Regions from separate parts of the Mus musculus genome. Here region 1 is linked to region 2. A link is a contact called in public Hi-C data. All regions are on one chromosome and are shown on one strand. Each heading gives the region's core, a stretch centred on a gene start, on an enhancer-like site or on the middle of the called end of the contact. The rest is flanking DNA. Distances are from core to core; before and after follow the strand shown. Region 1 overlaps 4930412B13Rik (RIKEN cDNA 4930412B13 gene). Region 2 holds the start of 4930412B13Rik (RIKEN cDNA 4930412B13 gene).

What was found. Hi-C and Micro-C count contacts between places; a contact is called where the count stands out from the background.
Region 1: a contact with region 2 is called in a Hi-C map of adipose-derived mesenchymal stem cells, with 1.7 times the contacts expected there. The contact joins the enhancer-like site here to the promoter of 4930412B13Rik in region 2.

The regions. Positions count from the first base shown.
Region 1 is chr2:117,880,734-117,886,975 of GRCm38.p6, reverse strand. All of the region lies in intron 3 of 4930412B13Rik (RIKEN cDNA 4930412B13 gene), which reads right to left. All of the region lies in intron 8 of Gm13986 (predicted gene 13986), which reads left to right. Among named protein-coding and RNA genes, the nearest start is that of 4930412B13Rik, 62 kb to the right of the region's middle. Within about 2 kb of position 4,700, at least 38 of the 459 cell types and tissues checked have an H3K27ac peak or open chromatin away from gene starts, as enhancers often do. A contact at or near this core is called in adipose-derived mesenchymal stem cells, where this site is marked.
Region 2 is chr2:117,818,664-117,825,250 of GRCm38.p6, reverse strand. 4930412B13Rik (RIKEN cDNA 4930412B13 gene) reads right to left here and starts at 3,323. Exons shown (of 6, transcript NR_040631.1): 1 at 2,549-3,323; 2 at 393-531.

The DNA.
Region 1 (6,242 bases), core at 3,451-5,950, 60 kb before region 2:
CGCAGTATTTCCAAAAGAGCTGTTCTTTGGGACAAAGCAACCATGTGCTTTCCAGCTTGGGCACCACCCTTGCATACCAACAATGGACAGGCTGTTTTGACCTTCCTCTACTCAAGAATCCAGGAAACCACTGTCAGAAGACTCATTCCATAAGCCACACATCGGCCTTCAGCTTCAGTAATATGGAAAGATGGATTTGTTACATTTCAGCTCAAGTGGAGAAACCAGCGTATTCTGTCCACAGTGGCAGTAAATTCCACACCCTCCACACAAAATCATTCTCAGCTGTATCAACAAACAGCGCTTTACTTTAAAATCCTAAGGCTGAGATCTCAGGTTCTCAGCTTCAGGAAGCCCTCTCTCAAATGAAGAGAGGTTTTTTCCAGACATAGGAAGATCAGGGTTCTGCCTAAATATAGAGAGCTTTCTCCCTCAGATACAGAACTGTGTCTCAGGTAAGTTTTAAATGATACCAATGCAGATCTAACTAGAGAATAGAAGCTCAGATCTTTCAGAGGTGACAATATCATTAAAAACAAAATAAAATAAAAACACAACAGAATCAGAAGCAAACGTTCCTTTAGGGAAGCTTGGTATTTATGGAAACAGTCAGGCTGTTTATGTCAATGAGCAGTGTGTTTATAAACAGGCAGCTGTGGCTATGCAGTCATCTGAGACTAAAGTGGGGTCAGTACTGAGACACCTGGAAGTCCTCCCTTCAGGACTTTTAGATGGAGCCACCCGCTGGGACACTCTCAGTGGATCACATTAGCTCTGCCTTTCTGGAGAGCACTCCCATTTCCCAGGGTGCATCCATACCCAGGAGGGACCCATGTGCTTCCGGACAAGACTACCCTGAAGTATCTTTCTGGCCCTGCCCATGTTCCCATCTCTTTCCCAGTCCTCAAAGCTGTTCTCCATACAGCTACTTCAGCAACCTCAGAGCCCCAGTCTGCTCCCTGGGTCACCTGATCAACAACTGGACTATTTAGAAAGCAATTGAATCATCATGTTGTGTCAGGACTTTTTTTTCTTCTTCTTCTTTTTTCTTTTTTTTTTTTCCATTTTTTATTAGGTATTTAGCTCATTTACATTTCCAATGCTATACCAAAAGTCCCCCATACCCACCCACCCCCACTCCCCTACCCACCCACTCCCCCTTTTTGGCCCTGGCGTTCCCCTGTACTGGGGCATATAAAGTTTGCGTGTCCAGTGGGCCTCTCTTTCCAGTGATGGCCGACTAGGCCATCTTTTGATACATATGCAGCTAGAGTCAAGAGCTCCAGGGTACTGGTTAGTTCATAATGTTGATCCACCTATAGGGTTGCAGATCCCTTTAGCTCCTTGGGTACTTTCTCTAGCTCCTCCATTGGGAGCCCTGTGATCCATCCATTAGCTGACTGTAAGCATCCACTTCTGTGTTTGCTAGGCCCCGGCATAGTCTCACAAGAGACAGCTACATCTGGGTCCTTTCGATAAAATCTTGCTAGTGTATGTAATGGTGTCAGTGTTTGGATGCTGATTATGGGGTGGATCGCTGGATATGGCAGTCTCTACATGGTCCATCCTTTCGTCTCAGCTCCAGACTTTGTCTCTGTAACTCCTTCCATGGGTGTTTTGTTCCCACTTCTAAGGAGGGGCATAGTGTCCACACTTCAGTCTTCATTTTTCTTGAGCTTCATGTGTTTAGCAAATTGTATCTTATATCTTGGGTATGTGTCAGGACTTTTAAAGAGTTTCTTGCCATCTGCCACAGCTCTTCTCCATAGTTGATGAAAAGAAAACCAAATAAGCTCGCGAGGAGTCCAAACAATCCATGGAGGCAAGTTTTCCAGAGGTTTCTCAGTGGGGTACACAGCAGAATGATTTGCTGTCACCTGCCTTTGTCACTTCCCTCAAATGGAGGATATTGCAATCAAAAGGGGATTTTTAGTGCATTAGAAATACTCCATGTCATGGAGTGATAATTATAAAAGTTACAAAGAATATTTGATGGCTAGTCTCACTTGCCAACTTGTTATACTCAGGAAGAGAGACCCTGTCTCGAAAAACCAAAAAAAAAAAAAAGAAAAAAAGAAAAAAAAAAGACAAAAAAGAATGTCAGTTGAGATTGGGCCGTGGGGCATTTTCTTGACTGCTAGTTGATGTTGGAGGGCTCCATCCACTGTAGGTGATGCTTGTAGGTGGACCAGGGTTCTATAAGAAATGCAGCCGAAGGAAGCCAGTAAGCTGTGTTTCTCCTCACCCTTTGTATCATCTCCTGCCTCTGGGTTCCTTTCACCCTGAATGTAAGTTTGGCCTGGGTGTTTTATCACAACAACAAAGAAAAGAAACTAGAGCGTGGATACTTTTACAATATATCTAGAGAATGATTCTCTTACCTAAACAACCTACTGCAGGTGTGATATAAAAAGGACAGTCACGTAAAAGTTGTCTTTGGGATCAAACCTGTACATTAATTAAATTGTGTCCCTAAACTACTTTGGTGTTTGTGAGGATTGAGACAAGACGCCGTGAGATCATTTACTGAAAAGTTATTATTTTCCTGTTAGCATTTTCTGCATATCTTCAAGTAGAATGTTGACATGAGCCTTGTGAGATTTCCTAGTTCTATCATTTTGCAGATCAAGAAATGAATACAGGGAAATGGGACCACTCCCTGCAAATGCAGAGCCCGGTTACAACTTTGGAGCAGAGGTGGACTTTGAGCTTAGATATGTCAGACTTTTAGCCCATGCTCTTAAAATAACATGTATATGTGTTTATCTCTGTGAGGCTATGGTGGTGATGGTGGTGGTGGTGGGGGGGGGCGGGGGGGGCGGTGAGTGTGTGTGCCTGCAGAGGCTGAACGTGGCCATGAGATCTCCTGGAGCTGGAGTTACAGGCAGTTGTGAGCTGACTAGTGTGAGTGGTGGGAACCCAATGCAGGTCCTCTGCAAGTGCTATATGTGCTAAGTACTAAGTCATCTCTCCAGCTCCTTAGTTCATGTTCTTAACTTGGACTTAATTTTTCCTACTCATTCTTACCTTAAAGGCAGAATTCTTTAACCCAGTAACCTGAGGTTCTTTAACCTCCATTTAAGAGCTATCCCAACAGGCTTGGTGGTAATCATCTTTAATCCCAGCACTTGAAAGGCTGAGGCAGGAGGATCTCTGTTTGCTCAAGGTCAGCCTGACCTACATAATAAGTTCCAGGCCAAAGGGGGCTCTGTTAGAAACTCAACAAACAAACAAGAGAACAAACAAACAAAAACAAAGCTATGATTGAGCAATACCTTACATAGAGATTGGATTTACAAAGGGAAGGCTGTAGTTGACTTTCTCTCTTTATACTGGGGTTTCGGGCACTCATCTTTTATGAGTTCTCTGAAAACTGCTCAAATGTGTCCTTCATTGTGACCATGACTGTGTCCTTGCCATGCTCCGTGCTGACCCCTGAACCTTTCAGCATGCCAGCAAAGGTTGTTTCAAATTCTTCAAAAAAGCTTTGGGTTTTAGATGAATGGTTTTTAGTCATTAAATATGTGTCATTTCACAGTTGTTGCTAGTTTCTGAAGTCCCCAGGAACCTAAGTACTGGATCTGATGAGAGGGAGCTGCGGATGGGGGAGAGGAACCATTTTTAGGAAAGTTGAGTAGACACTGGTGAGCAAAACCCCCTCTTTAACTCAGAGCATGCCACCCCTAAATGTAATTCTTCTTCCTCAAATAAACAGTCTGTTGATTTGTAATTCATGCTTATGTATCCCAGTGATATGTCATGTATTAAATGATGGATCAGGCCAGAAAATACATTGGCTCAATAGTGGGTATCTTTTCTTCCTTGGGCTGGGTCAGACACCTGTCAACATGGCAGCTGGTGATGGGTTGACCACAAAGCCAGCTGCTCAGTTTCGCTTGGGAAATCCTCTTGTTTCATCAGTTTGGGGATGACCACAAACTGGAATTAAAAGTCTTGCTCACGGCTGGGACCTGAGCAGAATTCATGACACCCAATGTATATCATCCTGTCTATACACCTTTGGAGGGCAGTCACAGCCAATGAGCTGAAAAAGAAGGCATATGGATGTGTGTGTGTGTGTGTGTGTGTGTGTGTGTGTGTGTGAGAGAGAGAGACAGAGAGAGAGAGAGAGACAGAGAGAGAGAGAGAGAGAGTTAGTTTGTGCCTATGGTGTGTTTTACTGAAGTATTTAAAATTTCTTTACATAAATGAAATTGCAGTAAAATGTATAGATCTTACATTGTAAACTGTACATTTTGATTAAGATATAACATATGAACACAGATATTTCTCTATCCTAGATGGTTCTCACATAGTCAGTGTCACTGCATAAAGTCAGCCTCATTTTGACTTCCTTGCACCCTCATTAGCTTTGCTCATTTTTCTGTCACTGATGCTCACACAGCTGCCTGGTGTCTCACGATCCTCCCCATCTGACACGCATCTGTAGGGATCCACGCATGCTCTTGCTTGTTTCAGCATTTGATCCTCTTCTTTTTGTTGAGTCACATTGCATTGCAGAAAGATGCCATGGTTTGTTTGTCCATTTTCCTGAGAGACACCACAGTGCTTTTTGTTAGAGCTGCTCTGAATAAAGCCATAATGAGCATTCCTGGGCACAGTGCTTGGGGACATGTGTTTTCATTTCTCTGGGGGTGATCTCTGAGGAGAGGAATGGTAAGATCATGACTAACAGTTGTCGTTTTCATTTTAACCACACTAGGGGGTGTTGTGTGGTGTCTGTCTGAGCTTTGCCTCTGCACACCCCCGATGAGTAACAGTGTCAAGCATCTTTATGTCGTCTTTGGTGAAATAGCTAAGATGTTTGTCCCTTTACACTGGGTCTTTAAAACAGTCTTAATTTATCAGTGTTTTGATTATATACAAAATTACATGTACTTATGAAGTAAAATGACCATTTATTCATATAAAACTTGATAACAACAACTAACACAGGAGAATATTAACCAGAAATGTACGAGTATCAGCCTACTTTATTGCAGTTCTGTTTTCATATTTTAAAAGTATATATAATATATTAAATTGTTTTAAAATATGTGTTTAAAAATTACATATTACCCTACATGTATGTTAGTGTAGCGTGTGAATGCCTAGTAACTGCAGAAATCAGAAGTGGGCATCCAGTCCCCTGGAACTAGAGTGACAGCTGGTTGTAAGTTTCCATGTGGATGCTGGGAACCCAACCCATATCCTTTGCAACTGTCCTTAACCATCTCTCCAGGCCCATAGACACTCTTTATACAGCTTAAATGCATCCTTTGCCCAGCATATGCATTTTAATGCCTTAGTTTCAAGCCTTTTGCCTTCAGCTTTTATTCTTTTCCTTTCCCCTTCAGTAATTGCTCTGCAAACTCGTCCATATTCACTTGAACACAGTACTACTCCATGTGGAATGCAAGGGGCCCACCACAGCACACTGCCAGGTATCTTCCTTGTCGTTTTGACGGTTACTTTTGTATCATTTGCTACTGCACAGGTTACAGACCTCCAAAACCAAGGCTTTTGCTTTTACTTTTAATTTTTGCCTTAAATGCTTCCTCTCCTGGCTTGGCTTGATACAATCTAGAATCATCTGAGAGAAGACCATTCGTTGAAGAACTGCCTAGATAACGTTGGTGCCTGGGCATGCCTAGGAAGAGTTGGTTAATTGATGTCTGAGGGCCCAACCTACAGAATACAAAGAACTTCATTGGATCTGTAACCTTCTAGGATGGAGGGCTTCATGTCTAGGGGAGAGTCCACTGCTCTCTGTAAAGCCAGCCATCATTTATTGCTGGTTTGTCTGGTTCATTGAATTGTTTTCTGGGTATTTGCTTTCTTGAGATTTTTTGGAACTTATCAGCACATGTGATGTTTGGTTCTTCACCACTCCCTTCAATTTTCTTTCTGTCTTTCTCTGAGGCTCTGTGAGCATACATAATGATCGGGTGTGGCGTTCCCAGAGACTTCTTTCAATCATTTTTCTTTCAGCTCTGTCTTGGGTAATCCTCATGTTATTAAATTCAACAACAGGGCTCACAGGTTTTTTGTTTGTTTGTTTGGTTTTTTGTTTTGTTGCTAATGTTTCTGTTACTGTTGTTTTGACTAATTGCTCAGAGTCTGTCTGCACGGCTGGTGTCCCTGTGATATGGAGAATGTTATGTTATGCTTTGCTTTCATTCTTACTTTCCTCTTGACAGCCCATCTTCAGTGGGTAGCCCTGGGTAGCCCTGGGTCTGCAT
Region 2 (6,587 bases), core at 2,074-4,573:
ACACATTTTGGAAGCTCGGCTAGAAGCAGGGAGAGGTTATTTGAGACGAAGTGATTGTGACCTATCTGAAAGGTTCTGCTCTTCTCCAGCAGATAGCCTATCTCGCGGGGGCTGCCAGGACGGATGAGTCACCTGCCGGGGACACTGCTCCTACATAGGTCTCCTTTCATGCAGCTACACAGAATAAAGGCATTTTAGTCTCCTAGGAATTTGTGCCTCTTGTCATCTGCATTCTTCACATTTAGCTCGTAACATAGGCCTATACAAGACTCTTGGCTCTGCCACATTCTAAAGTTCTGATCACTAGCAACTACCTTCTGCACTTCTTTCTCTTGAATAGATGTTTTATTCTAGGACAATTACAAGGACTCTCATTCAGTCTGGAGTGTTACCTGGGTGCAGCCAGAAGGTGTATTCCTCATCTTCCAGCTGCCACAACAGGTCAACTCCTATATGCATTTTTAGATATGAAGGACTGAAATTCCTTTGAAGCCACACACCAAAATAAACCTTATACCCATCAGGGAGTTTCTGTCAAAAGAGTGATACAGAAGTAACTGTTATCAATACATAACTTTAATTGACCATGATAAAATATAGTTTATTAAAAGCAATAGTGAAATATATAAGGATATATTAAACACCACAAAATAATTTTATATTTTGATTGAGCATATTAAAAGACTATATTTTATTTATATTTTAATTGTGCATGTTAAAGACATGGCCAATATCATAAACTCATATTATGTAACAAGGTTTAGAACACTCTAATAGATGCTGTTAGGGCTGTTAGATGAACCCGAGAGTGAAGTTACTAATAAGATATCTAAGTAGAGACACAAAGCTACAAATAACCTATTAAGGGGGGAAAATGACAACTGGTTTAATGTATCTACTGAGCTTGTTTTACAGTCTCTCGATCTCCTCAAGCTGTGATTCCTGTGCCCTTCACAGGTAGCAACACCAACGTGTGTCCATCTTCCTTCTCGAATCACGAAAGGCTTGTGGGTACATGAGATATTGTTTAACTAACATCAAATGTCACTCTGGGTGTGAGAGAACTCCAGGTTCTCATAGGCTGCCTTAACATCTTCCTGGAAGATAATTCCTATTACCTCATTGAATGATATCTCTTTTCTCTGTAAAGTCCTTTGTCCTCAAAGTAATATGCATTCGAGCTCCTATTGATTGCAGTCTAAACGAATGGACTTTTATTTTTAATTGTGGTTTCACTTGAAATATAAGTGAGGCTCAACCCACGACAGTCCTGCTAAATAGCCACGTAAGGTTGGATTTCTTCATTTTCCACTTCTCTCATGCTGTGTGCTGCTTTAGTGCCTTGCTAATGTGATTATGACACCATGAGAGATTAGTGGCAACACAGGTGCTTTTTTGGTATGATAACAGGTGATTGATAGTCAAATATTGCTAAATATCCCTAGGAAAACATTACCTCATATGAGGAAGAAAAGCTATAGCCATTGTCATACTTAACTCATGAATTCACCAAGAATCCTAATGGATTTCTTTTCACTGTGCATATGAAATAAAACATGTATATTAATATTGGTTATTATGTTAGCTTGCTACCTTCTTGATATAGATATACACAAATCTTAAAAGTTAGTACCATTTGGAGTCAAATATCAAGGCCAATAGAGCTATTGTCCTAGTGTAGTAGAAATGGGTACATGGAGTTACTCTTCTTACTACAGGTATCATGGGACAAAGACTTTGCATGACATTCTCAAAGAATTACTAAAAACATTACTTAAAAATACACATTTCTCTTCTACCTAGTCTCTCAGTGAATTTTTATTCTAGTAAATATTTACCTACATTTTAAAAAAAGATTTATTTATTTATTATTATATGTAAGTACACTGTAGCTGTCTTCAGACACTCCAGAAGAGTGAGTCAGATCTCATTACAGATGGTTGTGAGCCACCATGTGGTTGCTGGGATTTGAACTCAGGACCTTCAAAAGAGCAGTCAATGATATTAACCGCAGAGCCATCTCACTGGCCCATTTACACACATTTATTTGCATGTTAGCCTATGGAGTTCTTCATGACTGAGCTGAGTTGTAATCATATCTTTAATGCTGACAACTTGCACAGTTCGTGTCAGGCAGGAACTCAGTACATGTCTATTGTGTAAATGAGTGGCTTAGGGAAGAAATTAGTAAATAAGGACTGAGAGAAAGGAGAAGATATGAGAGACCAGGGTTGGACCATCCCAAGATCCTAAGTCATTTCTGTCTTTTTAACATACCCGCAATTTCCAAACTTAATCTTGTTTTCTCTCATCGAGCAGCTATGTGAGAGACATTTAATACTCCTTGGAGATTTATGTTTCCTTTTCTCCTTTTTGTTACACAAAGTTACATGCCTGATTTTAGCAGGAGTCACTATGGAATGGGCCACAGTATGCTTGCATAGCTTTGACAGTATGTGGAGAGAGCAGCCCTGCCCCCTTAGCCTGTGGCGAGAATGAGAATGGCCTACCTGATTGGCCTCTGGATTGCCACCCCATTGCTACTCACCTTTTTTATATATGTGAAATAGGATGTTTTCAGACTTCATTCATTCAGTGCTGTTTGCCTTAGTTCGGTGTGGCAAAGTTTCTATTGGTAAAATTCCCGTGTTTATTCCTGGCCTCTGCTGAGGTGGGTGATTATGTTGATAGCTCATGTCTGGACCAATTGTCTTATCAAGTGGTGAGTCATATTTCCTGAGTGTTGTACTCTGTTCCAAACATCTTTTCCCACTTCTTACAGTACGGACATGCTGAGAACAGCTCAAGTTTGTGCAGTTCTGGTTCTGTTTGGCTTAATGACCCCTTCATGTCTTAGAAGCAGCCAGGGGCAGTCAAGTCCCTCAATACTTTCCTCTGGAAACCGACCCGGCTAAGTATCTCGTTAATCACTCTCAAATTATTTTCCAGAAAATATGAGGGTACAAACATAATTTCGTCATGTTCTATGCTGCTTAGTAACAAGGTCCCTTCTTCTGTCTCCCAATAGCATGGTTCTCGTTTCCATCAGAGACCTCATTAGAATTGGGCTTAATGTCTGTGTCATACCTGTAACCTCTACATTTTATTTATGTATTCTCCAAGAACATGATAGCATTCTCCTCAGCTTTCCTCTTTTCTTCTGAGCCCTCACTATGACCTGTTCAATAGCCTCTTCTCCAGTACACGTGTAAAAGCTTGTCCAGTGTTTACTCAGGTACCCATTCCATGGCTTTACACACATTTTCCAGATATTTGTTAGAGTAGTATCCCACTTCCTATGTTCATGTTCTGTATCAGAGTTCTCCAGAGAAACAGAACACAGAATGTGTGCCCACAGTTCCTTATGGTAACTCTGCTAGATGGAATTGGCTCAGGTGACTACGGAAGCTAAGAACTCTCATGATCTGCTCTCTACATGCTGGGTGCCCAGGAAAACCTGGTGTGTGCTTTCATTCCCAGTGAAACCAAAGAACCAGTTGTCCAATGGTGTCTCAGTCAGGGAGCAGATGAAGGTGCTTAACCAGCTCCAACACTAAGAGATAGAGAGTAACTTCTCTCTTTCTTCACCCTTTTATTTCATAATTTCCCTCAATGGACTAGAGTATACTTATACACCAATTCAGATGCTAATCTGATCCTGAAATACTAAACACACACACACACACACACACACACACACACACACACACACACAGAGAGAGAGAGAGAGAGAGAGAGAGACAGAGACAGAGACAGAGAGAGACAGAGAGACAGAGATGAGAGAGACACAGAGACACAGAGGGACAGAGATGAGAGAAAGAGAGAGAGACAGAGAGACACAGAGAGAAAGAGACAGAGAGAGAGAAAGAGACAGAGACAGAGACAGAGACAGAGAGCCATATATACCAATGTATAAAAGTAACCGGAATACACTCCACAGACTAAGGGACTGATAGGTAATATCATTGCCTGAGGCATTAAGCCTTTTTTTACTGAGACATGCATTGTGACTCTAATGTTTGTTCCATATTCAATTGTTCAGGGAGGTGTAACCTTTCAAAAGCTAGCAGCGCAAGCCCTAGAGCATTGGGCGTGGCGTTTGGAAATATGTTCTTGTACTTAGTCCTCTTATTTAAGTAATTACCATGCATGCAAATTGTACTATTTCTTGGTAAGATTCTAAGGAAGATATATAAACAAACAAAATGAAGCAAGGCAAAACTTTCCCTAGGGGCTAAATGCAGACAGCATGTTAAAACTTGCATCTTAATTGCTTATGGCTTGCAAAGAGTTGGAAAAGATAACTTCACTTACAGTTTATTCACCCTGCCAAAATAAGAGTTTGGCACATGCAGCCACATGCTGACCCATGCCAACTCCTGCCAGCCACACCATTCACTTCTTCATCAACTGTTGTGTGAGCACCAGATCAAGTTTACTCAAATGGCTACACAAATGTACTGATTGGAAATTTTGTTCATCTTTAGAGCTTCTTTCAACTTTTAGGTCAGTTTTCAAATGAAGCTGAGCAATTTATATATTGTGAGGGTTACAGGCAACAGGTAACTTTGAGAAGATTTAACATAATCATATTTATGTTTATTGTCTCCATTTATGGTGTGCTTTGAAGGCACTTAGAATCTTAGTTTTCTTATCAGAGACCTGGTTTACTTAGGTGATTAGACCTAATCTGTGTTTGTTGTTGTTTTGCATTAAACATTGGGTTTCCCTTTAACACCCTGGCTGTGGAAAGCATGGCACTTTGTGTACATACCCCATTCTGGAAGAATGAATTTGTTACAGCTTGCTGTATTCTCATCTTTCTGCAACAGCAGGCCCAAATACATCGTCACTGATTTTTGACAGAGGCTTCATGCTTCTTGCCTATAGTTACTTCTGTTCTCAAATAATTTTTAAGGGGAAGGTGGGGGGAGCTTGTCAATTTTTTCCATTTTTTTCTTGAGTCTAGCACACTGGATTCAGTACTCCTGACTGAAACAGCATATGATCCAATAGGGCTCATCTGCCTGGGACCTAAGGCTGTGTCAGGAGCTGACCCCTATTTCACAGCTCTCCATGAAGGAGCTTAGGGAATACACAAAAACAAGGAAGAGCTCCATTTATTGCTTCTTGAGTAATATGATGCCTTGGGGTGAAGTGAGGAAAAGCCAGACAACCTTTCTGTAAGTTCTTTGGGGATGGGCGCTGGCAGACTGTAACCTGGCAACTCTCCATCATGGAATATCCATCCGGCTTGTTTATCTCTGGAAAAACACCACTCTGTTTCCACAGCCTGCTGCTTGTCAAGGAGTGGTGCAAGAGATGGTCTCTGAGTTCAAGGAGAGGGTAAGCTAATCACTTGCTGTGGGGATATTCTAGGCAGCACTGAATCCTCCTCTGTTCTCAGATGGCAAGTGACATGAGACTGAATGGTCTGAACACAGGTGACTGATTGAATGTGGCTGACCTTAGATTCTGATAACTACCACTCATATATATTCTATAAGCAGAGCCTAGCTTCCAGAATTTATGGACGTCATTAATGAGTTGGAAGCTGTGGTGGTTTGAATGCATGTGGCCCACATAGACTCATGTCTTTGAATGCTTGGCCCATTAGGGAAGCCCAAGTGGAGTGGTTATTAGGAGGTATGACATTGTTGGTATGGATATGTATGACATTGTTAAAGAAAGTGTGTCAATGTGGGGGCAGGGGGCGGGTTTGAGGTCTCCACTGCTTAAGCTATGCCTAGTTTGGCACACAGTCTCCTACAACATGCAGACCAAGATGGAGAACTCTCATTTCCTTCTCAAACACCATATATGCCTGGACACTGTCATGCTTCCCACCATGATGATAATGAGCTAAACCTCTAAAACTCTAAGCCAACCCTGATTAAATCTTTTTCTTTATAAAAGTTGCTTTGGTCATGGTGTCTCTTCCCTGCCATAACCTAAGACAGAAGCTAAAACTGAATATCAGACTCAACTTGTTTTCTTACCTTGATCTCCAGCTTCTTTTTGACATAGTAACCTAGAGTGGTGCTAAACACAGTGTCCTAGTGTAGTGTTGGACACAGTGGCCTAGTATAGTGATGAACATAGTAGCCTAGCATCCTGCTGGGTATAGTAGCCTAGCTTGGTACTGGACACAGTGGCCTAAAGTGGTACTGGGTACAGTGGCCTAACATGGTGCTGAGCCCAATGACCTAGCAATGTCTTGAACACAGTGCCCTAGTGTGGTGCTGGACACAGTGGTCTAGAGTGCTACTGGGTACAATGTCCTCACATGCTGCTATCAGACTGCAGGGGCACTCTAAATATTTCTTTCTCTGTTGCTCATCCTTCATCAACCACATGTGAATTTTCCACACACTCAAAGCTGTAAAACACTTTCACTTGTAATCATAGCAACCAGACAGGTGTTTTATACAAATGTTTATTAATGGAATAAACTGTATTAGGATTGTGAAAAGAGAGGTTGATTAAGTGCACGAAATATGTCATCCACAACTAGTCATTAAGCATAAAGAGCAGGTTACAATGTCAGATTTTAAATCACGAGTTGAGTAAACTTAAATAAGAAAGCA